Regions from separate parts of the Anser cygnoides genome. Here region 2 is linked to region 1. The links are chromatin contacts, called in public Hi-C maps. All regions are on one chromosome and are shown on one strand. The core of a region is the stretch at or near the end of the contact, and the rest is flanking DNA. Distances in the headings are between cores, read along the strand shown. Region 1 holds the start of FNDC3B (fibronectin type III domain containing 3B). Region 2 overlaps PLD1 (phospholipase D1).

Region 1 (3,944 bases), core at 579-3,078:
GCTCTGAAGAAAAGGTACGCGTTTGTTCCAGGTGCAGCTAAATGTTCTGTCTTTTTTGTGTCTGACCAATTCTGTGGTTCCAGGAGGGACTGGAAACCATGTGAAAATCAAGTAACCGGGCACATTTTTTTCCTCAAGTACGTCCAATGTGGTTATTGCAGATGACTTTCTCTTTGACTTCTGCTCCAATGGTGAAACCAAAGTGAAGTAAGTGTGAACTATAAACGCTTTACAGAACTGCAGGGAAATGTAAACCGCCCTGATCTTAGTGATGGCAGAGGACATCACTCCGCTTCTGCTGGGGAAGTGACAACTCACCAAATGTCCCTACACCCCGAGCCTGTTTTGATTCTCCAAATACGAATGTGCTTGGACCTAGCCCTCCTCTGGTCCGTCTGACAGAAAAGCTAAAAATCAGCCTGGAGGTTTCATTTCCTTCCTCTCCTGTATTTATTTTTGTTTTCCTATCTTTATGTTTGATTTTGTTTACTCTTTGATTTAATCTTTTTGTAAGTTTCTAACTCAGGCCAGGGATTTTTTCCTTTCTAAACCAACACATTCCCTCTTGCCTGCACCACCTCCCTCTTTCCCTTTCTCTATCTTTTCCTTCACAAAACAGCCTGCAGGACCAAGTAAAGGCTTTACCACCCTAGTGAATAATTAATCTCATCTGACCCTGTAACTCAATCCAGGATCATCAAAAAGTCTGCATGTTTTGGGTCACTAATAAAACAAAACATTTTTCTGCTTTTAGATTTTACTCATTACAAAAGTTTTTGCAATTAACAATGAACAATACTTAGTGCTGGCTGGCCATTTTACACTGAAAAATCTTTCCCATGTGAAAATGCTAATTTTCTGTTTTCATAGGAACTATCTATTTCAGATTATTTTTCTCCTGTATTTTGGTCACTTAATATAAAAATAGCCGGCCCAGTTGGGTATGACGGTTTGGTTTTACTGAACTTTTATGCCAAAGTGATGTTTTCCAGTGGGAGTTTTGACAAGTAGAGGTCCCATCAGTAAGTCCCATGGGACGAGTGGTCTTTTATTGGCATTTTAATGTAAGCTGATGAAAATATACCTGGGCTGCCTGAGACTCCACGGGGTTTTCCAGTTTCTGAAAGGAATCCTTGCTCTTGTGGATGAAGTACGTCAACCACTGGGAGAAGCTCTGGGGAAAGAGGAGATTGAAGAGAATTGTGACGGAGGGAAAGCAGAGTGAAGTGGGGGGATTTTGAGGCAGAAAGAGCTAACCAAGGCAGTGGGGCTCTGTCAAACAGCCCTGCCCAACAGGGCTGCCATTAGCAGGGGGTGAGGCAGGGCCTGCTCGAGTTTCTGTGCCCAGATCCGAGCCCCAACCCCGACCCCCCCATTGCAGCGATGCGGTGCTGAGCGGCGAATTACCCCTGTGGCTCCCCCCCAGGCAAGCGGAGCGATTTTCCTCCTTTTTGGCTGCAGCACGTCAGGGTATTTCTTCATCTCTGAGAAACGCTGCCTAAAACCTCTCCTCCTCCCTCTCAGCCGAGGGGGCAGACGGAGCCGACCGGGGGCTCTTCCACCTCCCGCCTTCCCCCTCACGGCGGCTGGCAGCGACGGTGGCGGGGGGGGGGGCTGACCGACGGGACGGCGACACGGGGGCGTCACCGGGCTCGGCGCCCCCCGTGGGTGCGGGAGGGCCGGGCCGGGCTCCCGGGGCCGAGGCTGAGGGGCCGGGGCGAGGCAGCGGGGCCGCCCCGGGGAGGAGCGGGGCGGAGCGGGAGGCCCGGGCGCCGCCGCCCGCCCTCGTCAGGCGGCTTTTCGGCGGGAGCCTCTACTCCAGAGTGCTCGGTAGCGTGGGCCGGCCGCGGGCCCCATGTGGTGCCGACATCACTGACATGGCGGCATCCCCGCCGAGCCCTCCTGCCACTCGCTCCAGCTAGCCGGGAGTCACCGCCGGCCCGGCCCGGCCCGGCTCGGCTCGGCTCGGCTCGCCCCGCACCAGCACACCGCCAGGTAAGGACGGCGCTGCCCGGCAGCCCGGCGGGGCTCGGAGCCCCCTGTTGGGCTCGGTTGGGCTCGGCTCGGCTCGGGGCAGCCGGGCTGGGCTCGGAGCCGCGTCCCCCGCCCCGGGGCGCCGCAGCCGCCCCGGCCCTTTTGTTCCCCGGCGGGGCGGCGGCCGCGCCCGGCGGGGCTGGGCGGAAAGTTTGGCTCGTTCCTCCCCGTGGGGCTCCCCCCGGCTCCCCCTGCCCTCCCTGCCGGCTCCCCGGGCAGGTGGCGGAGCCCTGGACCCGTGGGCACGGTGGGGAAAAAGGCTGGGGAGAGGAACCAGCAACTTCTCCCCGTCCCGGCCTTCCCCTCCCTCCCCAGGCTCCCTTCGGGGAGGAAAATCCTGGCAGCTCGGTGCTTGGCTTGCCAGACACCTTTGTAAAATGGCATGCTACCAGCAGACGGAACGGAAAAAAAAAAAAAAAAAAAAAAAGAGAGTCTTTTAAAAGCTTAACCTCTCGTGGGCTAAGAGCACATCTGCATCCCTCCCGTCTGCCTCCCCCCCCCCCCCGTCCCGGTTCGCAGAAATGTGCTGTTTAAATAGGGTTTTGGCGAAGGGAGTGCGGCTTGGAATTCACTGTAACGAGCCATTTATCCCAGCTATGTTTGTAGAATGAAAGGCGGGAGGCGAGCCTCGCTCCATATTAGTGATTTTGGGGTTTCGTTTGCGTTTCTGTGCCCGAGTACCCAAAAGTGCTGGCCCAGCTCCTGGGGGCGAGAGTTGCTCCTTCGCAGATGGGGAAGCGAAGCTATGGAAAGATCAAAGTTTCTTCTTCAGCGGTTTTTGGGCTTTTTGTGCGTGTGGTTTTGGTCGTTGTCGTCTTGCCTTCACCCGATGCCAGGTTTATGAGCACGGCACCCACGTATGCCGGTGCCCGCAGCCACATCGGCTCTGTCCCCGGCCGCGCGCCCCGCAGAGCCCAGGGCTCACCGGGGGTAACGCGTCCGCTTCTGAGAGGCGTTAAACCAGTCTAACTTGAGCTTAACAATGTGCTACGTAATGGCATTTCAAACTTGCACACATTTTCACGGCTAGAACACGATTTCTCAACCTTTTTTTGTTCCCTGCTGGCCTGGCAGAGCAGGCTGGGGCTCAGCCCCGCTGATGGGGGCGAGCCGCTGCCGCCCCGCACGCGGGGCGTGCTGGTGGGGAGCCCTCGTCCCTGGCTAAATGCATCGTCCCTGGGTAAATGCATCGTCCCTGGATAAAAGCATCGTCCCCCAGTAAATGCATCACCCCTGGGAGCCTCGGCAGGCGGAGACGGGCTGCCCCCCTGTGAGGGGAAGCACCCTGCTCGCCTCAGCCCGTCCGTCCGTGCTCTCAGCCCTCCGCCACCTGCGCGCCTCTCCCGGCAGTACGGGCGTGCAACCGGTGCTACCAATAAGAAAATGATTCTTGGCCGTGCTCCCGGGGTCATTTAGGGTCTCGCACAGAAGCAGTCTGTTAGTGTTTTTCTCCTAATCTTCAGCGCTCTGTGGTTCCCTCTCATTAGTTTTAAAGCGTTTGTGATTGTGGTTATATCGGGACCCTGCTGTGACAGCAATGCCAACATCCCCAGAAGTACCATATATTGCTCTTCCCCGCCTGGTATCTGCCAGCTAGTTTACGCTCATAATGTAGCGCAGGGATGAGTCTATGTGGAAGTTAATACATTTTACATTTTTTTTGAGCCGTTAGGACTCATCTGGTTTGGGTTTGAGGTCACTGCTGGGACAGCAGTGAGGGTTTTTTTTTTCATACCGTTAGCCTATAGTTGGCTGAAGTCAAAGAAATGAAGAAAGCGTCCAAAATAAGCTGATATTCCGCTATAGCTGAGAAGCTTGGAGCTGTGACTTCGTACTGCAAACATTATATCTATAAGCAGAGGTTGTAACTTCAAGTGTGAATTGCGTTTGTTCTCGCACTTTCCTTCTAC
Region 2 (3,793 bases), core at 1,260-3,759, 81 kb before region 1:
TGTACCGCAGCAGCTCCCTGTGAAACTCCTGGAAGTGCTTGAACTTCCTTTTCACCTGCCATGTGAACTCTCCGTGGGTCAGCTCGATGGTGTACACGTTCGGGCTTGGCACCTGCGTGGGCGAACAACGCAATTAAGTCCTCCTCCTGCAGCTGCCTGTCTGAAGAGCCCTCGTTATGTTTTAGTTAAGGATCACTGTGTCTCACCACTTGTTAGGTTTTAAATCAGACAGGAAACCTTCCCTCCTGAGCGAGCGCACACAGAAGTTAAGCTACAAACAGCATGTCTGTACAGCCCCGTGGAAATGCCTCCAGAAAAGTCTTTCGCTTAAGTTCTGACCTTCTTCGTGGAAGTGAAGCGCTCCACCTCCAACACGCGCACCCGCACAGGGCATCCTGTGAGGTACGTCTGCGTGCCCGGCTCCTTGAATCCGCAGGTGTGGTAGATGGCGGAGAAGGGGATGCAGGCTGGAAGGAGCACAGAGCGTTACCACAGCGCCCCGACGCACGGCAGCCCACGGCCAGCGCCGCGGAGACGCTCCGTTACCAAACCCACGCGGACGGGAACTCACCGGCACCTTTTGGGTCATTCAGCACCTCCGAGTCGACCTCCTCCCCCTCGAAGTGGAGCTCCCGGGTGTCCAGGCTCTCGATGATGTTGCTCATGTCTGCGGCGATCCTCTTCAGCGCTGAAGTAGCTGCATGGCTTTCGGGCCTCAGGGACATCTCAGAGCGCCACGAGCCGGAGCCACGGGGGGCTGGGGAGGAGGAAGGCGCAGGGCTGTCAGTGCCACCCCGATCATGGCACTGCGTCCACCCGAACCCTCCTCGTCTTACCCACCCATTGCACACCCCAAGACCCACAGCCAAAAAGCAAAGGCATCTTCAGGCTACCAAAGAATATTTCCTCCAGTGCCAGTGACCACTGCCTACAGACTTGGACACTTCTATTTTAAATGAAAAAACCCACGATATTTCCCGTTCCCACTACAGAAACCTGCAGGGGGTGGTTGGGGGTTACAAGTACTTTCCCACGCTGACTTCAGACTGAAAGCGAGGAATTCTCAGCACCAACTCGCCTGCTGGCTTCAGCCATCTCTAAGAACAGAGGCGCACGGGGAGAAGCACAAACCACGGTCACGTCTGGCCACATCCCAGACCCAATTCCCGCAACGCTGCACGGAGGGGAAGCTCACAGAAAATCAGCAGGCATTTTTGTCAAGTGTTGTCCTCCTGCGATTGAGCTAGCGATACAAACTCCTCACGTTAGTCAGATTCCTCTATCCCTAGGCACCTTGCGTGCTCTCCCCTGGCATCTTTGTGTCTCGCGCTCTCTGACAGCTTCATCATCTCAGGAGGCTCAACAGCCTGCATGAAGCACGTCCACTAACACTGGCGCCAGCTTTCAGCGCTTTTGAGTATTTGCAAAGCAGCTTCCTCCTCCTCCTCCTCCTCCTCCTGCAGACTCTGCAGCCGGCCGTGGAGCTGCGGACCCGACTGCTGGTCCCTGCACGTGGCCAAACTCCAGCTCCTGGGCACCCAAGTGACAAAAAGTCCCCTTGGACTTTGCTCCGCTCAGCAATAAATGTCACAGCCTGACAGCGGTGCTGAAAATATACGGATGGGACAGAGGGGCAACGCTTTACAGAAGCCGGTACGAGGGCACTCATTTATACACAGGAAAGTTCTTGTTGTGTGAAAGAACTATTAAAAAAAAATTGCAATGCTTCTGATGTTAAACTCTGCAAAGAGCACCATGCAATTATTATTGAATGAGTTCCGTAGAAAGGGCTGGTATGCTGTAATTTGGAAATAATATAACAGCTCAGTAACTCACATATTTAGCTGCTTTTGAGAGAACATCCTTCGTTTTCTCTTGAAACAAGTACGTAATTTCATTACTACACAAGGCTGATACCACATAAGCCCAAAACCACGCTAAAATCAGCTAAAATCGGCAAGGCAACGCCAGCCTGCCCACAGGCTCGAACCCAGCCAGGCCGTGCTGCAGGGACTCACGAGGTGCAGGCGCTCGTCCCGCAGGCTGCGGGGCCGTGCCTAGCCGCGGGGCGAGGGGACATCGGGCAGCGTCTTGCTTTGCACCTCTTCCACCTGCATTTACCTTTGGAAATGGATCGTATTTGATGTTATTATCACGAAAAGAATTTGCTTGAAGGCAACTTAATGCATGCTCCCGAGGAGGAGACCACCCCAAGCACTTCGTGGGTGCTGTGCCCACGTGGCCGGGCGCGCGCCCTCCCTCCCCGCCGTGCCAGGCACAGCCGGGCTCCTCTCGCCACATTAATTGACCCACCGAGTTAATGGGTAAACAATTAACCAGCGCGTGAAGTGGCTATTTGCTAAAGACCACAGCAGGGCCGCATAACTTAAGGATTTTTATTATTCCCTTTCTTTTTTTTTTTTTTTAATTAAGCTGTTTTCACAGCTGGTCAGATAAGCCCTGGGTTAGAGCAGAGTCCAAGCGCAGTTGGAGCTGAGTCAGCCCCAGCAGCAAGGCTCTCCCGTGGCGATCACAGCCAGGTTACGGGCTCGAGAGGAAAAATGCCGCTTGCCTACAGCCCAGCCAAAAATCCAGGAGCAGGGGCAGCGGCACAGGGCACCCCCGGGCGGGGAGGGCAGCACGGGAACGGTGCCAAGCACCGGGTCCTGCAGGGCTGCCCTCTGGGCTGCAGCAACCAGCGCCGTCTGTCCCGCGCTGCTGATGCCCTGGAGAAGCCACATCTATAAAATGTGCCGATGTTGCCAGCTTTTAGGTTGCAATCGTACGAAGGGCGCAGAGGGAGAACCCAAAGAATAGCGGCAAATTGCAGAAGGGTGGAGAAATAGGATGAGACGCCCTGGAAACAAGGGCTACACGCTTGTGTTTGGCTGCTGCCATCTGGGATAGGAAACGGGCAGCACTTTGTTAGGGAAAAAAAAGGGGTAAACGAAGGGAGCCCGGGGGTGTCAGGGGGTCTGGAACCATCAGAGTGACGCAGCAGACGAGGGGCAGGCCAAGAGGCACTGCCTGGCAGCCAGCAGGGAGGTACGGTGCCGGATTAGAGCACTTGACCTGTGCGACATCGGTGTCGGGATCGGGACTTTACCCAAGAAGGAAAAGACCTTGGAAAAAACACGCCAGCAGGCTGCAGACGTGCAGCAGGCTGCTGTCAGCAGGACAGATGGGGCAGAGACTGGTACGGAGCAGCACCGACCGGGGACCTCGCAGCATCCCCGCAGCCAGAAGGCTGCGGCACAGAGCTGGGGGAGCGAAGGGGAAAACCCAGAGCAAACAGTCAGGGGTGAAGGAAAGCTCTGGGGAGAATGAGCCAGCAAGGGAACAACAGGGAGATGGCCCCAAACTTCCCTTCAACCAGTGAAATGCAGGCACTGGAGACGGTGACCGCACCAGGAATCAAGGCTTCAGCTAGAGGAAAACTGACTGTAAAATAAAAATCAGCTACGGTAACCCCCGATGCTTTGTCAATACGTTGCAAACCCCAAGCTACGCGCTGTCAGTCCTGCTATTCTGCAGGCCTGAGCTCTCGTTTTGTTATTCGCCATTTCACTTTTTAACTGGTTTATTACTTAGGGGTTCATAGATAATCTCAGCCTTCCCTAAAGACACAGTGTCATTCTGCTTGGTGCACAGGAGAGCAAAAGCCAGGCCTTAAATGCGTGGAAACTGGGAGACAAAGTATATTTTAGTATATTTTTGCATATTTAGCATATATTAGTAAATATTCACAAATTGTTCTATGCTTTGAAGGCACTCCAGTCCTGATGTGAAGATG

What was found. Hi-C and Micro-C count contacts between places; a contact is called where the count stands out from the background.
Region 2: a Hi-C map of liver shows a contact between it and region 1, with 3 times the contacts expected there. The contact joins the enhancer-like site here to the promoter of FNDC3B in region 1. A contact is called at or near these places in 2 of 7 Hi-C or Micro-C datasets (both in liver).

The regions. Positions count from the first base shown.
Region 1 is chr9:21,711,133-21,715,076 of Taihu_goose_T2T_genome, reverse strand. FNDC3B (fibronectin type III domain containing 3B) reads left to right here and starts at 1,828. Exons shown (of 26, transcript XM_048059579.2): 1 at 1,828-1,995.
Region 2 is chr9:21,793,022-21,796,814 of Taihu_goose_T2T_genome, reverse strand. PLD1 (phospholipase D1) reads right to left here. Exons shown (of 27, transcript XM_048059580.2): 2 at 572-757; 3 at 340-467; 4 at 1-112. The coding sequence starts at 725. Among named protein-coding and RNA genes, the nearest start is that of PLD1, 11 kb to the right of the region's middle. Within about 2 kb of position 2,509, at least 2 of the 3 cell types and tissues checked have open chromatin away from gene starts, as enhancers often do. A contact at or near this core is called in liver, where this site is marked.